Regions from separate parts of the Ovis aries genome. Here region 2 is linked to region 1. A link is a contact called in public Hi-C data. All regions are on one chromosome and are shown on one strand. The core of a region is the stretch at or near the end of the contact, and the rest is flanking DNA. Distances in the headings are between cores, read along the strand shown. Region 1 holds the start of TTC14 (tetratricopeptide repeat domain 14). Region 2 overlaps USP13 (ubiquitin specific peptidase 13).

What was found. Hi-C and Micro-C count contacts between places; a contact is called where the count stands out from the background.
Region 2: a Hi-C map of skin fibroblasts shows a contact between it and region 1, with 2.4 times the contacts expected there. The contact joins the enhancer-like site here to the promoter of TTC14 in region 1. A contact is called at or near these places in 2 of 16 Hi-C or Micro-C datasets (skin fibroblasts and tail adipose tissue).

The regions. Positions count from the first base shown.
Region 1 is chr1:207,212,931-207,220,458 of ARS-UI_Ramb_v3.0, reverse strand. It overlaps TTC14 (tetratricopeptide repeat domain 14), which reads left to right and starts at 4,145. Exons shown (of 12, transcript XM_004003115.4): 1 at 4,145-4,462; 2 at 4,922-5,046; 3 at 5,146-5,345; 4 at 6,259-6,343; 5 at 6,443-6,572; 6 at 6,902-7,057; 7 at 7,481-7,528. The coding sequence starts at 4,302.
Region 2 is chr1:208,153,210-208,160,737 of ARS-UI_Ramb_v3.0, reverse strand. USP13 (ubiquitin specific peptidase 13) reads left to right here. Exons shown (of 21, transcript XM_027958132.2): 14 at 2,012-2,100; 15 at 4,552-4,674; 16 at 6,032-6,058. Among named protein-coding and RNA genes, the nearest start is that of USP13, 97 kb to the left of the region's middle. Within about 2 kb of position 3,162, at least 4 of the 54 cell types and tissues checked have an H3K27ac peak or open chromatin away from gene starts, as enhancers often do.

The sequences.
Region 1 (7,528 bases), core at 2,896-5,395:
CTTCTCCCGGGGATCTCCCTGACCCAGGGATCGAATCCAGGTCTTCTGCATTGCAGGCAGATTCTTTACCGTCTGAGCCACCAGGGAAGCCCATATGGTAGCAAGTCATAATCTAAACCTCTTGTACCACATGCTTTTGAATGAAACCAAGTGTCCTCGTTACAGGAAAAAGTGTTCAAGATTATCTTTAGATGTTAAGATACTAGACCTGCTTTAAATAAAATAAGTTTGATACATATATACTTATAAATTACATCCTTAAGGAGCATAATTTCAGTCGACCCTATAAACGATACAGCATGGTAGAAAGAGTACCAGATATACAGTAAAGTAATGTGTATTCTAAAATTATTTTTGAACAAATTATTAACCTCTCTGTATCTGTTTCTTCACACACACACACACACACACACACACACACACAATTAGAGTAGAAACCAGAGCAGAGAGTAGTTGGTGGCTTCTTCGTGTATTAGTCAAAGTTCTTCTGGTTCCAAGCCCTAAATTTACTCAAGCTGGCTTAGGCAATAAAAAAGAACTTTTTTAACAAAAAAAAAGAGAGAGAGAGAGATGCTGAAAAATTGAAGGGAGGAGTAGTAACACATCACTAGGATGTTTTCAGTTCTACTCACTCTTTTCTGATATACACATCCCAACCTTGACCCCAGATGAGGAATGGGCTTTGCTGAAATTGTTTATATCAGTTCAAGAACCAGAAAGAACCCGTCTACAAATATTTCTTATAAAAGTCATAGATTAATCTGTGTAAATCTTTTCCAAATGGTAATATACAACTTTCTGAGATCCAGACAGACCTTATCTGTGGCATACAGTGTTACCAGTAACCACACGTTATTTTGCGAAAATTGGGGGATCTAAGAAAAGCTACTTTGTAATATGCTCTTTCTTCCCCTACTTCATGTGGCTACCTTTTTTCAGCTAAGTTTTTGTGTTCTTTGCTAAATAAATCAGGAACTTAATCTGTGAGTTGGTGTATGTGTGTGCATTCACACAGAGACAGAGGATCTCTTACCACCAATCTATAATTTGCCTGAAAACCCTTAAATAATCAAAATGTCCATTCTTAAAATAAAAATAAAATATCCCTAATTCAATTTCAGTCTTGCAATCGCCAGAAAGTATTTTGCTTTCATACATCTCTACTCCTTTAATTACGTTGTTCCTCATCCTAAAATACACATACTTGCCCCTCATCCTAAAATACACATACTTGCCCCCTCCTCTCCTCTCTTACCTTCATCAATTCCCACTACCTCATCCCCCAGAAACAAAAGGGGGAAGCAGATGCATAGCAGGTGTTCACAACAATAGTACTTACCATTGTGCCATATTTGTTTCTTTTTGTGTTTATTCTTTTGTTGAATGGTGTGCCAGAAAAGAGCCAGATGTGTTTTTTTCATATTTAAATATCCAGAGCCTAGAGAGCATTTATTAAAAGCTGTAAATATGTATTTATTTAGAAATGGAATTTGACATAAAAATATGCCCAGGATTAAGACACCAAAGATCTAGTTGTCTTTAATGCTCTGCCCTCTCTTACCTCCCATATATTCATGTAATCACTCATACTGCTTAGTGTGGAAAAATTATTTGAAAATATTTTTAATGGTCAAGCAAACAACCAAACAAATTAAATCAAGAAATGAAAAAAAGGGTCAGCTTTCTATGCCCAACTCAAAAAGCCCCATATGTAGGACTAGTTTCTCCTAGAAGCAAAACTAGTTTCCCCATTTTCTCTCAGTTCCTCCAGTCCTACTTCAAAGATCCAGTACTTGGTCCCCTTCAAAGCCAAAAGCAGCCATCCCAGCAGAAAATGACTAGTTTCTCCTAGAAGCAAAACTAGTTTCCCCATTTTCTTTCCTCACTTCCTCCAGTCCTGCTTCAAAGATCCAGTACTTGGTCCCCTTCAAAGCCAAAAGCATCCATCCCAGCAGAAAATGAATTGAAATACACTTGGAACTGTAAAAGGCTCAAACCCCTGCTGTAGGAGTGTTATTTGGAAAGTGAAGAACAATGTTGCCTCTACACTTAACTATCACTACTCCATTCAAGGCACTAACCAAAGATGGAAAACCCCAGCCTGAGCTTTGATTACCCCTGCTTGAAATTTACTAGCATTTGATAAATGTCACTTGACAACAATGCTTATCCTCTAAAAGCAGCTACTTTTTCCTATTTTCATGGCCATATCACAGCAGCTTTAGATGTTCAAAATATGGGGTAGTAACTCTGATGTTGGAATTAGGAAAAGGAGTGTTGCTGTTTAGTTGCTAAGTCGTATCCAACTCTTCTGCAAACTGATGGACTGTAGCACCCCTGGCTCCTCTGTCCATGGAATTTCCCAGGCAACAATACTGGAGTGGGTTATTTCATCCTTCTCCAGGAGATCTTCCCCAACCAGGGATCCAACCCACGTGTCCTGCACTGGCAGGCAGATTATTTTACCACTGAGCCACCAGGGAAGCCCAAGAAGAGTAGCCAGATCCAATAGCAATGTTACTCAAGAATGGCTTTATAAGGGGACATTCTCAGAGTAGGTGCCACATCTGCTTCTCAGCCACTAGCTTCTCAGTCTCTCCAGAGATAATTAGATCCTTAATAACAGATCAACTCTAACTAAAATCACATACCTTATTTATCATAAGGTCCATATAGTTTCTTTTTAGAAGTCAGTTTTCCTTTTCAGCACCCTCTTTCCTAAAAATAGCTATTGTCTGAAGCTATAGCTTAACACAAGTCAGTCTGTACCACTGATTAAACTTTCCTGATGTGCTCCTCCTGACTTGAAAGTTATTATCTTTTAAAGTTACACTCATTGTTTCATTTTCTGGAGTCTCAATAAACTGTTTACCTATTTGCCTGGGTTTTCCCCAAAATAGTGTGGAGGCATTCACTATATTCTGACTGGATCTTCTATCCAGGTGGTGAGAGGGCAAACTAAATTCCCCAATATACATAACTGAAGATGTGACAGAATAACCACCGCTATTTATTTTTGTTCAAGAGGACGATACTAAACTACACGATTTAAGTAGTACAGACGTTTGATATATTTTAATAAGACAAAGTCACATTATTTTAATATTAAAGACAAGCCTTCTAAATGATAAAAAATACTTTCTCCAGCAACTCTGCCGGTGAAGATCTATTCAGTGGTAGGTTGAAATTCTAACTCTAGCATTTTGCCAGCTGGTGATATTGAGCAATATACTGAGAGTCTCTGGGCTTGTTTCCTCAGTAGAGCGGTTAGGATCCAAAGTCAGTAAGTGTGGGGGAGGAGGTGAGAGCCTGTCATAATTATCTTCGAAAAATCACTTGAATTACACAGTAAACCTTATGGGCACTAAGTTTTGAGAAAACACTTAAACTACAACAAATAAAAAGGAATGTATATATACATTTGGGGCTTTCTAGGTAGCTAGTGGGTAAAAAATCCGCCTGCCAACACAGGAGAGGGGGTTCGATCCCTGTGTGGGGAAGATCCCTGAAGAAGGAAATCGCAACCCACTCCAATATTCTTGCCTGGAAAATTCCATGTCCAGAGAAGCCCGGAGGGCTACCAGTCCCTTGGTTGGCAAAAAAAAGTCCGACACGACTTAGCGACTAAAGAACAAAACAAAATATGCATATGTCTAGGCATTAAAGTCATTCTGGTTTTAACACTAAAATCACTAACAGTGAACAGGGTACGGCTAGAAAACACAGCTCCAGTGTTTAATAAATGTTAATGTTCTTCCTTTCTTCTGCCCTAAAGCCTAACAGGAAGTCTCCCAGAGCAATCGTTTAAATGCGGTTATGCCTGAGGCATAGATACTTATCCAGCGATAAGGTAAGAAACTTTGTAACAGTTCAGGGTTCTTTTCCTGACACTGGCACTTAGAAGCGCCTCGCTAAACACAAGGATGAATTATTATTTACCACAGATTAGAACTTGGGCCATTTCAATGTAATAACACCTCAGAAATTTTAAAACGGAAACTTGTTACACACCTCACTATCTCAGAGCCACAACCGGCCCTAAACTCCTGAAAAGTCTTGCCCCAATCCTCCCGGCTTCCGTAATCTCGCTCAATTTCGCGATACCAAAACTGCGCTCCGCAGCACTGCCGCTGGGGGCGGTTCCAGAACACTTCCGGGAGGCCACTCGGGAGGTGTCTGCGATGTGTGCTTCCGGCGGCTTCCAGGCCGCTTCCTCAGCCTCCTCGACCACGGCCTGAAGTTGTGGGCACCGAACCGGGGGCTAGCAGCCCACTGGCCTTTGGTCACGACAGTCTCTAGCCATGGACCGAGACCTCTTGCGGCAGTCACTAAATTTCCACGGCCCGTCTTTGCTCTCCCTGCTCCGGAGCGAACAGCAGGACAACCCGCACTTCCGGAGCCTCCTGGGGTCGGTGGCCGACCCTGCCCGGGGCCCGCCGGGCCAGCAGCAGTTCCCGGGCAGGTAATGGCACGGCGGCGCCGCTGCGAGACGGGAGAGGGGAGGCAGCTCCGGGCTTCATTACCGCAGTCCGGCTCCTGAGCCGAGGCTGTGAGCACGTGAGGACTGCGGCGCAGGTTTCGAGGGCAGGGTGCAGGAGGGTACCTTCTCCCTAATGTGGGCAATGCGGGATGTGGGTTGAACTTTTAAATCTAGTACTGCCACCAGAGGCGCGGATTCTTTAGCTAAAATCTTTGGGGCTTGTGTATATCTGGAACAGCGCGGCTGTGTTTTTAAGTTTCCGCGCCCTCCATCTACAGACTGGCGTATGAGGGGATCCCTGGTTAAAACTTTTTCGGAGGATGTGTGCCCAACAGCTTAGGATGGTCACGATTGGGCGATGAAAGCAGAGAGCAGAAGCTTGTACGTACTAAAAAGTTATGCAGAAAAACCAGTTTTCATAAATTTTGTTTTCTTTTTAAGAAAAGAGAGGAGAGTTGACAACATTGAAATACAAAAATTCATTTCCAAAAAAGCGGATCTGCTTTTTGCACTTTCCTGGAAATCAGATGCACCTACAACTGCTGAAGTTAGTGAAGACAATGATGGTGTGTTTAGTCTTAAAATCGTTGCGTTTTGGTTTAACAGCACTTTGATGAAGCAGAACACAGAGCTGTTGTTAGTAATTTTGTTACTTATTTTTTCAGATTATTATGCAGTCATGCCACCGTTAGAGCAATTCATGGAGATACCTACTATGGACCGGAGAGAGCTGTTTTTTCGAGATATTGAACGTGGTGATATAGTGATTGGAAGAATTAGTTCCATTCGGGAATTTGGGTTTTTCATGGTGTTAATTTGTTTAGGCAGTGGCATTATGAGAGATATATCCCACTTAGAAATCACAGTAAGTTACTCACCTTTTAGTTATTTGATTGTTTTTGTTTTTGATAAAAATGTCATCTCAGTGCAAAAATTATATCTTTTCATCCAGCTGTAATTAAGTGTACTCTGCAGACCTAGTTTTGAGAATTAAATAAGTATTAATAGAAAAATTAAGTACTTTTTTACTTTTAAAAAAATTATTAGCCGTAATGGAATTACAGTTTCTGCCACTGTTTCTAGTTTGGGGGATTTGGTCCTTTGGCTGGCAGAAGTGGGGTCCTGTTTTAAGTGCTCAGATATTAGTGGACCTGGTGAGATTCGTTAGTAGCCTGGGTTATCTCTTCTAGCTGAAAAGTCTTTAATTATTTAGTACTCAGCATTAGATACTTGCATGTGGATAATTTAGAAACAAGTTCCTGTCTTTTCTGTATATTTCCAATAATTAAGTGATTTGTACATCATGATACTTTGCCCAAGGTGAATAGATATAAATTTGAAATACACTATGTCGCTTTTAATTTGAAAGGTTTGCTATTAAGACAGATAGGGAAGAAAACCAGAAGATACCGCAAACTCGATAACACCGAAACCTAGAAGAATTCACGTTTCATATTCTTGGAAGTCTCCTGCTTTCTGGACACATTTTAATTTTATATTTAAGAAGCACAAAATATCTTTTTGTTTCATCATACATACTTATATTCTGTTTCTAAAACTAATTGCAAGTTTCATGAGAGTTTAGCTTTGACCTGAACCAGAAAACTTTTTTTCCTTATGTTTGGGCACAGAAATTTAAATTTAGACTCTAGGGTGCTAGTTGTTTTCTTAATGTTCCTTTCAAGTCTTAGCTGTTTATACTGAACTGCTAGAATAAAAGAAGACACTTCTCTCTGAAGAATAGAATGTCTAGTGTTTTACAGTGCTTCTTGTTGCAGGCTCTATGTCCACTAAGAGACGTGCCTTCAATCAGTAACCATGGGGATCCTTTATCATATTACCAAACTGGTGACATCATTCGAGGTGATCAGTTTCCTCATATTAGTGAAAAAAGTAACTGTGGTTATGTTTATGTTAGTTTGCATTGCTTTGCTAATCAACTTAATTTTCTTATTTTTTAAGCTGGAATCAAGGATATTGACAGATACCATGAAAAGCTTGCAGTGTCTCTATATAGCTCATCTCTTCCACCACACCTATCTGGTATTAAGTTAGGTGTAATTAGTTCTGAAGAACTTCCTTTGTACTACAGGTAATTTTATCCACATTGTCTCAACAAGTTAATTGAAAAACAGTTTCTTGGCTAAAAAATTGCAAATTTTGCCCAACTTCTAACAAGAAGGTAGAATTCTAATTTCTCTTATTTCAAAATATGCTAATTTTATTTTTATAACCCATAAATCGGTTCAAACTTGGCAAAAGGAACCAAATCACAATTGCCACACTTTCATGTACAAAAATAGACTGAATATTTAAATCCCATATAATAATAATATTTCCATAATTAAAATGGGACATGCTATTTAATTGTCTTAATCATCTATATTTTGTGTGTGTTTTTTTTTTTTTTTTTTTTTTAAGGAAAAGCGTTGAACTAAATAGCAATTCTTTGGAATCCTATGAGAATATCATGCAGAGTTCTTTGGGATTTGTTAATCCAGGAGTAGTTGAATTCCTTTTAGGAAAACTAGGAATAGATGAATCTAATCCACCATCTTTAATGAGAGGCCTTCAAAGGTATAGTAAATCAGTATTTGTTCTGTTAAGTGGTGAGGTCTGTGGTGCTGATGTGAGAAGCTGCATAACTGAAGAACATAATTGATTATCCTAAGCCTGGTGGCAGCAGTATGCCAAAGTTTGAATGAACTAGGTTATCCTTTCTCCTTCTGGAGTGGAGTCTTATCGGTGATTGATATGTGCCGTGTGACCAGGTAGATGCAGAAAAAATTTATAAGATGCAGAAAATTTACAAGAATTTCATGTATATGCTAACGGAAAATACTTCTTAATAATAATAGTCATTCCTGAGAGTCCAAAAATTTCGCATTATAAATGGGAATACAAGTTTCTTGCTTGAGATTCAGTTTTTATCTGTCAGGTAAAGTGAGATGTAGTTACCCAAAAAAGTATTTACATTTTGACTTTTATTTTCTTTAATAGCAAAAATTTCTCTGAGGATGATTTTGCTTCTGCGTTAAGGAAGAAGCA
Region 2 (7,528 bases), core at 1,913-4,412, 940 kb before region 1:
ACTTGAACACATTTATATTAAGTGGTTACTGATTGTGTGATTCAAGTTGAGACCCTATATACAGAAGTTAATAAGGAATGTTTAACCAACAGGAAAAATACAATGTGGGCATCATCTAACCTGCTTTCTGGTACTCTCAGGTTGGTAGCTACCCACAACAAAGTGATGTGTTAAATTATCAGCCTTGAATTCCCTCTACTGCCTCCCACTCCGTGGTATATTACCAGCTGATTCCTCACCCAGATACTGATCACAGAGCAACTTTAGGAATCTCTGGGATCCTGAACCACAGTCTAGAAATCATTGATGACTTTTGGTTGATTTCATTGTTATATATTTTCCAGATTTTAAATTTCTGTGGTTAGAGGAAGGGGTCAGAGAGGTGACACTTTTATAGTCGTTGAAAATATCACATGGTGTTTCTTGGTTTTTGGTGAAATTGAGGACTTGGCTATATTTAAGAATGATATTAATACTGCTTCTCAGAAGATAGGAAAACCTAATTAGAGACAATATATAATTTCTGGAGAGAGAGCTAGGCTAATAGATCAGCTCCTTTAGGATAGTTAAGCTCTTGTTTTTTGAGAAACTCCCTCATTGCCTGTACCCTGCTACCTTCCTTGTGATGGGGAATTTGAGATCCAGAGTGGTTAAGTGACCTACTTGGGGGAAAATACAGGTCGGTGACAAGCCAGCTCAGTGTCCTTGGTCCTGTGATTCTAACTCTTGCATGACAGGATCATGCTAACACCTTGGCTGTACATGGCACATTCTAGTGTGCCAGGTGGTTTCATGACACTGCATGACCGTCGCACAGCCCTGGCAGGCAGCTATTACTAATAACCCCATTTTGTAAATGTGAAGCCTCAAGGAGGGTTAGATTTTGAGTGAATTAAGTAGCACCCAAGTCTTCTGACACTTTTTGGACAATTCTCTGCTCCTGCACTGTAGCTTTTCTTCTGCTCTAGGGGGCAGCAGAGCATTTGTATTGGATTTCTGAGTTCTGGGAAGATGCATTCCACATAGATTTGAAAAGTGGAGTTTGTAGGAAACATGTCCTAGAATCTTTTATTTTAAAAGGTACCTATCGTATCTGTTTAAATCTAAGTTTTTTCTATATACCTTACTGTACTCAGATTGACACTTGAGTAGAAAGGGTTTTTATAAACAAGATAATAAATGTGGAGAGAATGAGTTGAAACCGGGGCATGTATTTGATGTATTAGTTGAATAGTTGGTGTATAAAATCATCAAAGGCAAGTCCAGACAATTCAGCATTCATGAAAGTTTGAAAGGAAACTCAAGACATTAACCATATATATTAATTTAAAAAATTGAAGGCCCAGATTTAGATATTTTAGATACCTCATAGTACACACACACACCCACCCACCGACCCACACCTCCCTTTTATCATGAGGCCATAGATTTTAGGTGTGGTAGTATTTTAATGAGGCCCTGGCATTTCCAGTAGTCAGCCTCAACCAAAGTTCCGATATAACCTTCTGATGCCAACTCTGTGCTACAAGATAGCGACTTGTGGTCAGAGCAGATTGGGGGTGTGTCAGGACGGCTCAGGGAGCTTTTTCAAACTTCATATACAAACACAATGCAAGGTGCCCCCATGCGTCTGCAAATATGTGTGACGCTACCAAGGGTTTTAGAAAACACAAACGTTTATAGTTGAAAACCACTTTTTAGAAATACAGAAGGCCACAGCAAAGTAAAAGCAGTAATTTTGCAGGGTGTCCAAAATCATCCTTGGGGACAACCTTGTCCTGTGTTAAACATTGTCCTCTCGTGGAAAGGCCAGGATGAGTGGTGAGGTGGTATGTGTGTGTGTCCACTCCTGTGTGTGTGTGTCCGCTCATGTGTGCGTGTGTGTCCCTCCTCTTCACTGCAGGCCCTGGGACTGCTGGGTGTGCCTCAGACACAGCTTATGATGCTTCATGAACTGTATCCATAATTCTTATTGCCTGTTTCATTGATCTAATCCCCTTGTGTTTCTCAGAACATCTCGCTTTGCCTCATTCCCTGAATACTTGGTAGTGCAGATAAAGAAGTTCACTTTTGGTCTTGACTGGGTTCCCAAAAAATTTGGTAGGTATCTTTTGCATGCTTTTGCTTAAAACATTAAATTAGCTGTTTAAAAAACATGGCATGTGAAAGAGCCCATGCGGTAGGCTGCCAGAAACGGTCTCATTTCATTCTTTTTCCATGATTCCCACCTTTCTCTTTTGAAAGATATGATAAACACTGGTGGTAGTAAAAATAAATAAATAAACACAAATTGCCGCTTGCTTGCCCACTTGTCTAATAATGGGTTCTAAAATGGCCAGAATCTAAGAGTGAAAACAGGAGCCTCACAATTTCAAATCATGCCTCCCAAACTGGAACGTGATCTTGGTAAAATGTAGGTGCTGATTCAGCAGGTCTGGGATGGGGCCAGGGCTCTATATTCTAACATGTGCCCAGGTGATGCTGATGCTGCTAGTGCTGCTGGTCCAAAAGTCATGCTTGGAGGTGCTAGTAACTGAAGATGTATCAATACTCTCTTTAGCATCTCTCCTCGACCTCTAAAGTAGGCGGGTATGGCTAATGACATTTGTTTAAATCATATGAACTTTATTAATAATAACATAAATACAGTCAGTTGTATTAAAAAGAAAAAGGGATGTGGCCAGATTGGGCTTCTTTCTAATCTTAAAGGCCCTTGACCACTGTTAGAGGTTATCTTTCCAGACAATGAGTAAGAACATTTTCTCTACCATCTCAATCAGATATGAATGTGTTCCTAGGCTGTCCTCAGGGCCGTGGAAGTCCATACAGTTTTTTTTTTTTTTTTTTTAGGTTAATTTTTTTTTAAGTTTTTTATTTTTTAAATTTTAAAATCTTTAATTCTTGGATCTCAGACTGCTTGCCAGTCTTTTAGTGTCTATGTTTTTGAGCACTTAAAAAACAAGTCAGTCCTAGGTTGGTTAATGAAGAACTCATCTGCTCATCTGAAGGGGATAAGTAAAAAGAATGTAAAATCTGCAGGAGTGATTTCCCAGAAACCTCTGGCACTAGCTGTTAGCATAGCCCTGATCTCCACATGGCATTATGCAGCCCTTGAGCCTGTAGCTCATTCCTCTTCCTGGTGGAATAATTTTGTGGGCAGGGAGGAGGGCCAAGGGCAGGTTACTCATCACTCAGCCTTTCCTCCTTGGACCCAATATGCACCCCAGAGAGAAAACTGACTTCTTCGAAAGGCTTTGAACTGCTTTGGAAACAGTTTTATTTTCTTTGTCCTTGGAATTTTGGTAAAGGATGCCAAATTCAGATCAGATTTCATAGTCTTGCTGAATTTAAAGCAGCCTCAAAGCTTTCTTTAATGAACCTGAAAATTTCTGTTGAGGACCAGTTGTTTTGATTTTGTTGGTCAGACATTGTGTTTGATTTTGCTGTTTGCTGAGATTAAATTTTTTTTTTTTAAACTAAGCCTTTTCTTCCGGTGGTTGTTTTAAAGTAGGACTTACACACCTAACATTGTAGCTGGTTTTGGGGATGGTATTTTCAGATTCTGTTTGCTAGCCCAAGAGACATATCCTGCACCAACATTTGAATCCATTTTCCATTATTACCGTATCTGACTGTGTGCAGTACAAATTTGCAACAGGCTGTTAGACTCATACATATATTTTGTGTTTGAATAAGTCAACATAATGACAACTGAGCTGAGAAGTTAAAAAAAAGTATGCCTCAAGATGAATACACTTGAAGTTCAATTAATTTCTTTAAATCTTCAGTTTTTATTACCTTCGGTAGAATAATCACAGTACCCATGGTGATCAGAGAAAAGGCATAAACTATGGGTTGCAAACTCAAATGCCTAATGAGGACAGAGTGATAATATAAATGACAGGAGTAGGCTGGGTATAAGAAACACATAGCTATAGCTGTCTTATCCTTTCTTTAGTATTCCCATTTTGGATGGAGACATGGATTAGGAAAACATTTCCCTATCATAAGAATCAGAACAGTGCACATGTGATGCTCAGGTTCATGGGGGCAGGAGGAGTGGTGAGGTCTGTGGCAGACAGACACGGAGGGCATATTACCTTGGAGTGAAAGCTGAGAATCAGCCCCAGGCAGTTGTTGTCACGTGAGATTCTGCTACAGCTTTTTTTTTTTTTTTTTTCTTCAAAATGAGTTGGAAGTCTGGAGTTTTGAATTGAAATCTCTGATTTAAAAATTGGAATGTGTTGCCGACATTTTAAAAACAACCAACAGAAAGTGTCTACAGATATTGTATGGGCTCCCAGTTTTCGACCTCTGGCTTCCCTCATTTCTTGTTGTTCAGTATGAAATCCTGCATCTGTGTTTCCCCCGGTTCTACCTTAAACTCTAATCAGTCTTAGTCAGTTTTCTGGTCCTGTGACTTACTCCCAGGAACTATAACACATCCCTTGGCTCTGCCTAGACACGTGTACCTAGTTAGTGGTGCTAGATTGAGGAGGTGCTTGTGGTTATTTGGAGAGTCCAGTGAGTATAATCTCTCTCATTTTGCAGATGTTTCTATTGATATGCCAGACCTACTTGATGTCAACCATCTCCGAGCCAGGGGGTTGCAGCCAGGAGAGGAGGAACTTCCAGACATCAGCCCCCCCATAGTGATTCCTGGTGACTCTAAAGGTACCGTCTTCTGCCAGGAGGACCTTCTCAACGCCTTCCTGCTCCTCTGCTGGAACAGTCCCTTTTGCTCCCTCGCTATGTTGTCCCGTGGTGCTTTCCTGTGTTGTAACCCACCACAGACATACAGAATTGAAGCCTGGCTGCAAACCTTGAGCTTAAAATATTAATAGTCACAGGAAGAGACACAGCCCCAGCATGAGTGAACCAAATGGGTCCATGGAAATCACAAGCAGCAGAGGGCAGCAGGTCTCCAGGAAGTTTTTGGCTTACCTTGCCTCTGCCTTTGCCTCCCTCCTCCCGTCCTCTGATAAGCCTATGGGGAAGAGGAGTGTGTTTTCAGTGGGTTCTTCGTCTAGGGGAGCTGTGTCCTTCTTGGAATATCTTTGGAGAACCAGAAAGGGAAATTGAACAGTGTGGGTTGGTTTTAAAAATCTTGCCCACGTCTCACCTCTCCAGCTTCATTACTGCTTCATAGAAAGAGAACAGTTTGAGCTTCTCTTACTCTCTGTGAACCTTAAAGTGGTCCTCGTGAAGAATACTTTTTAAGAGAAAAGTACATGCGAAAAATCATTGCCTTTGTGAGTCCAAGAACAGCATGGAGAGATCTTGGCTTCATTATTAGTTCAGTTATTCTGGTGAAATCACGTTCATTCTGGCTTTGTTAGCCCACGTGTTTGCTGTTCGCCTTCCTAATGAGTTAATTAGGTACATTAGCTAATAGTGCCAGAGTGCTTAGGGTGCCTGCCCCACAGGATGGCTGTCGGCTGAGCAGTGACCATTATTGGTGACCCTGTTGGGGTATAAACTGAATCCGGGAGGAGCAAGAGAGGAGTCAAGATTGGCACCTGTGTTACATTATTCTCTAACGCTGAGTCCAATGCTAAGTTGCAGAGGGTGGAGAGCAGGGAAGGGGTCTGTAGGTGGGATGGTCCAGGCTGTGTGGTATAGGTGGTTCGTTAAAGGAATTCTAAAAACATCAGTCCTCAGAGTGTCCGAGAACTGCAAGATGGTTTATTAGCATTGCTCCTGCTTTTTCTGACGTTTATAACAGAGTTCTTGGATTGTAATTAAATGGAGTTCTTAGAAGTACAGGGAAGGAAATTATTTAGTTCCTTAAGATGATCAGCAGAGCATCATGTTTTATCTGCTCTAAATGCCTGAAACTGAGTATTCTCCCTCCTTGCTGGAATGACTTTATGTCGGGTTGGCTGGTCTGCATGGAGGACCAGGGAGCTGACAACAGTGTGGGGTCTAAATGGGTGGGGGTGAGGGAGTGCTCTGGGTTAACTCTTTTTCTTTCTCTAGAACTCTTTGCCATGGTTGGGTCTCACTTCTTGCCCTCTCCTTTGATTTCCAGATCGCCTGATGACCCAACTGATAGACCGTATGTATCTTTTATGTTTTTTCTCAGTGTCCTACCATTGTTACTGGTCTAACGCATTTAGCTGTGGGGGTTCAGTAAAGGGCGTTGTTCTATACATGTGTGTGTGCAGCTTTTCCTGGGTGGGAATAAATCTTGGTCTGCAAGTTGAGGTTACAGCAAATCTAAACCAGTAGTGTGGTGAATAGATGGTCCTGTGTTTCAGGAGAGAGAACTTCAGTGTGAGAGCCAGCCAGCCCTGAGTCAGAATCTTGGCTTTGCCATTTGTGGCTGTGTGACCTAGAATCATTAACATCTCTGAGCGTCAGTTTCCTCATATGTGAATGGGGGATACTGATGCCATTTCTTCCTTCCCTGGCCATATGAGTAGGTCTCTTGCTGCAGTGATAGTACAGTGACCTGTCACTTTGTCCACTTCTTCAGGGCGCATAATGAAGATACGCGGGTGACAGGAAGTGGTAGTATTAATTAATACTCCTAAGGGTGTCAGTGTCATCGGACTGCTTGTTAATTTTGTAGTCATTTAGTTCCTCAATCCTGGGTGAGTTGATACTTTTGATTTTCTGAAGAACATGAAAAAAAGCAAACTATTTTATAGTCAATATTTAGATATTAATTAGGAGGAAGAAGGAATATGTTAACACAAAATACTCTGAATCTTCTTGTCTACAAAGCCTTGCCGGAGACACTGTTGTTAATTTTGAAGTTTAAGTGTTTCACTTTGCCAAAAAACACTTTATGTGATTGATCATGTGACTTAGACCTCCATGCTTGCCTTTTTGGGTCAATTTTGATTTGCTGGTTGCTGAAGAGGCTGTTAGGGGCAGCGAGGGTCATGGGCAAACCATTGCCTCTGCAAATAATCTGATTGTAATGATAACAGTATTTTTGAATGGTCACCGTGAGTCATTGTTGAGTTTATTACTCCATAAATTCTTTTAACCGTGTATAAATGTACTATTATAATAATACAAAGGCCAGCTTCTTATTTGATTGTCACAGTAAGATGGGCAGAGCAGGTGACCTTTATACAGAGGATAAAAGTGATACCCAGGAAAGTTCAGAGACCTAAGAGCTAGGACCAGAGCCAGAGCTAGGCGTCAGGCATGCTTTCATGTCACTTGACCTTGTCTGAAGTGTGAGGAGTTTGCTGGCTGTCCCAACCCTGCAGAGAGCCAGTCTCCAGGATCTTGCTCCAGGGGAGGTGGAGGGTGGCTGGAACAGTATCAGAGGAGTCTGACTGTGAGCAGTTCAGCTCACAGTCAGCAGTTTTCCATTTTCCTCCTGATCTAAGCCTGCTGTATTCACCAGGAGAAAACAACATTATCTGGGGTTAATTGCAAAGATTTTCTTATATGCTTTCTTTTAAGAGTTTTGTAGTTTTAGCCTTTACATTTAGGCCAGTGATACATCTGGAGTTAATTTTTGCATATGATGTGAGATAGGGATCCAAATTTCAGCAGTTCAGCTCAC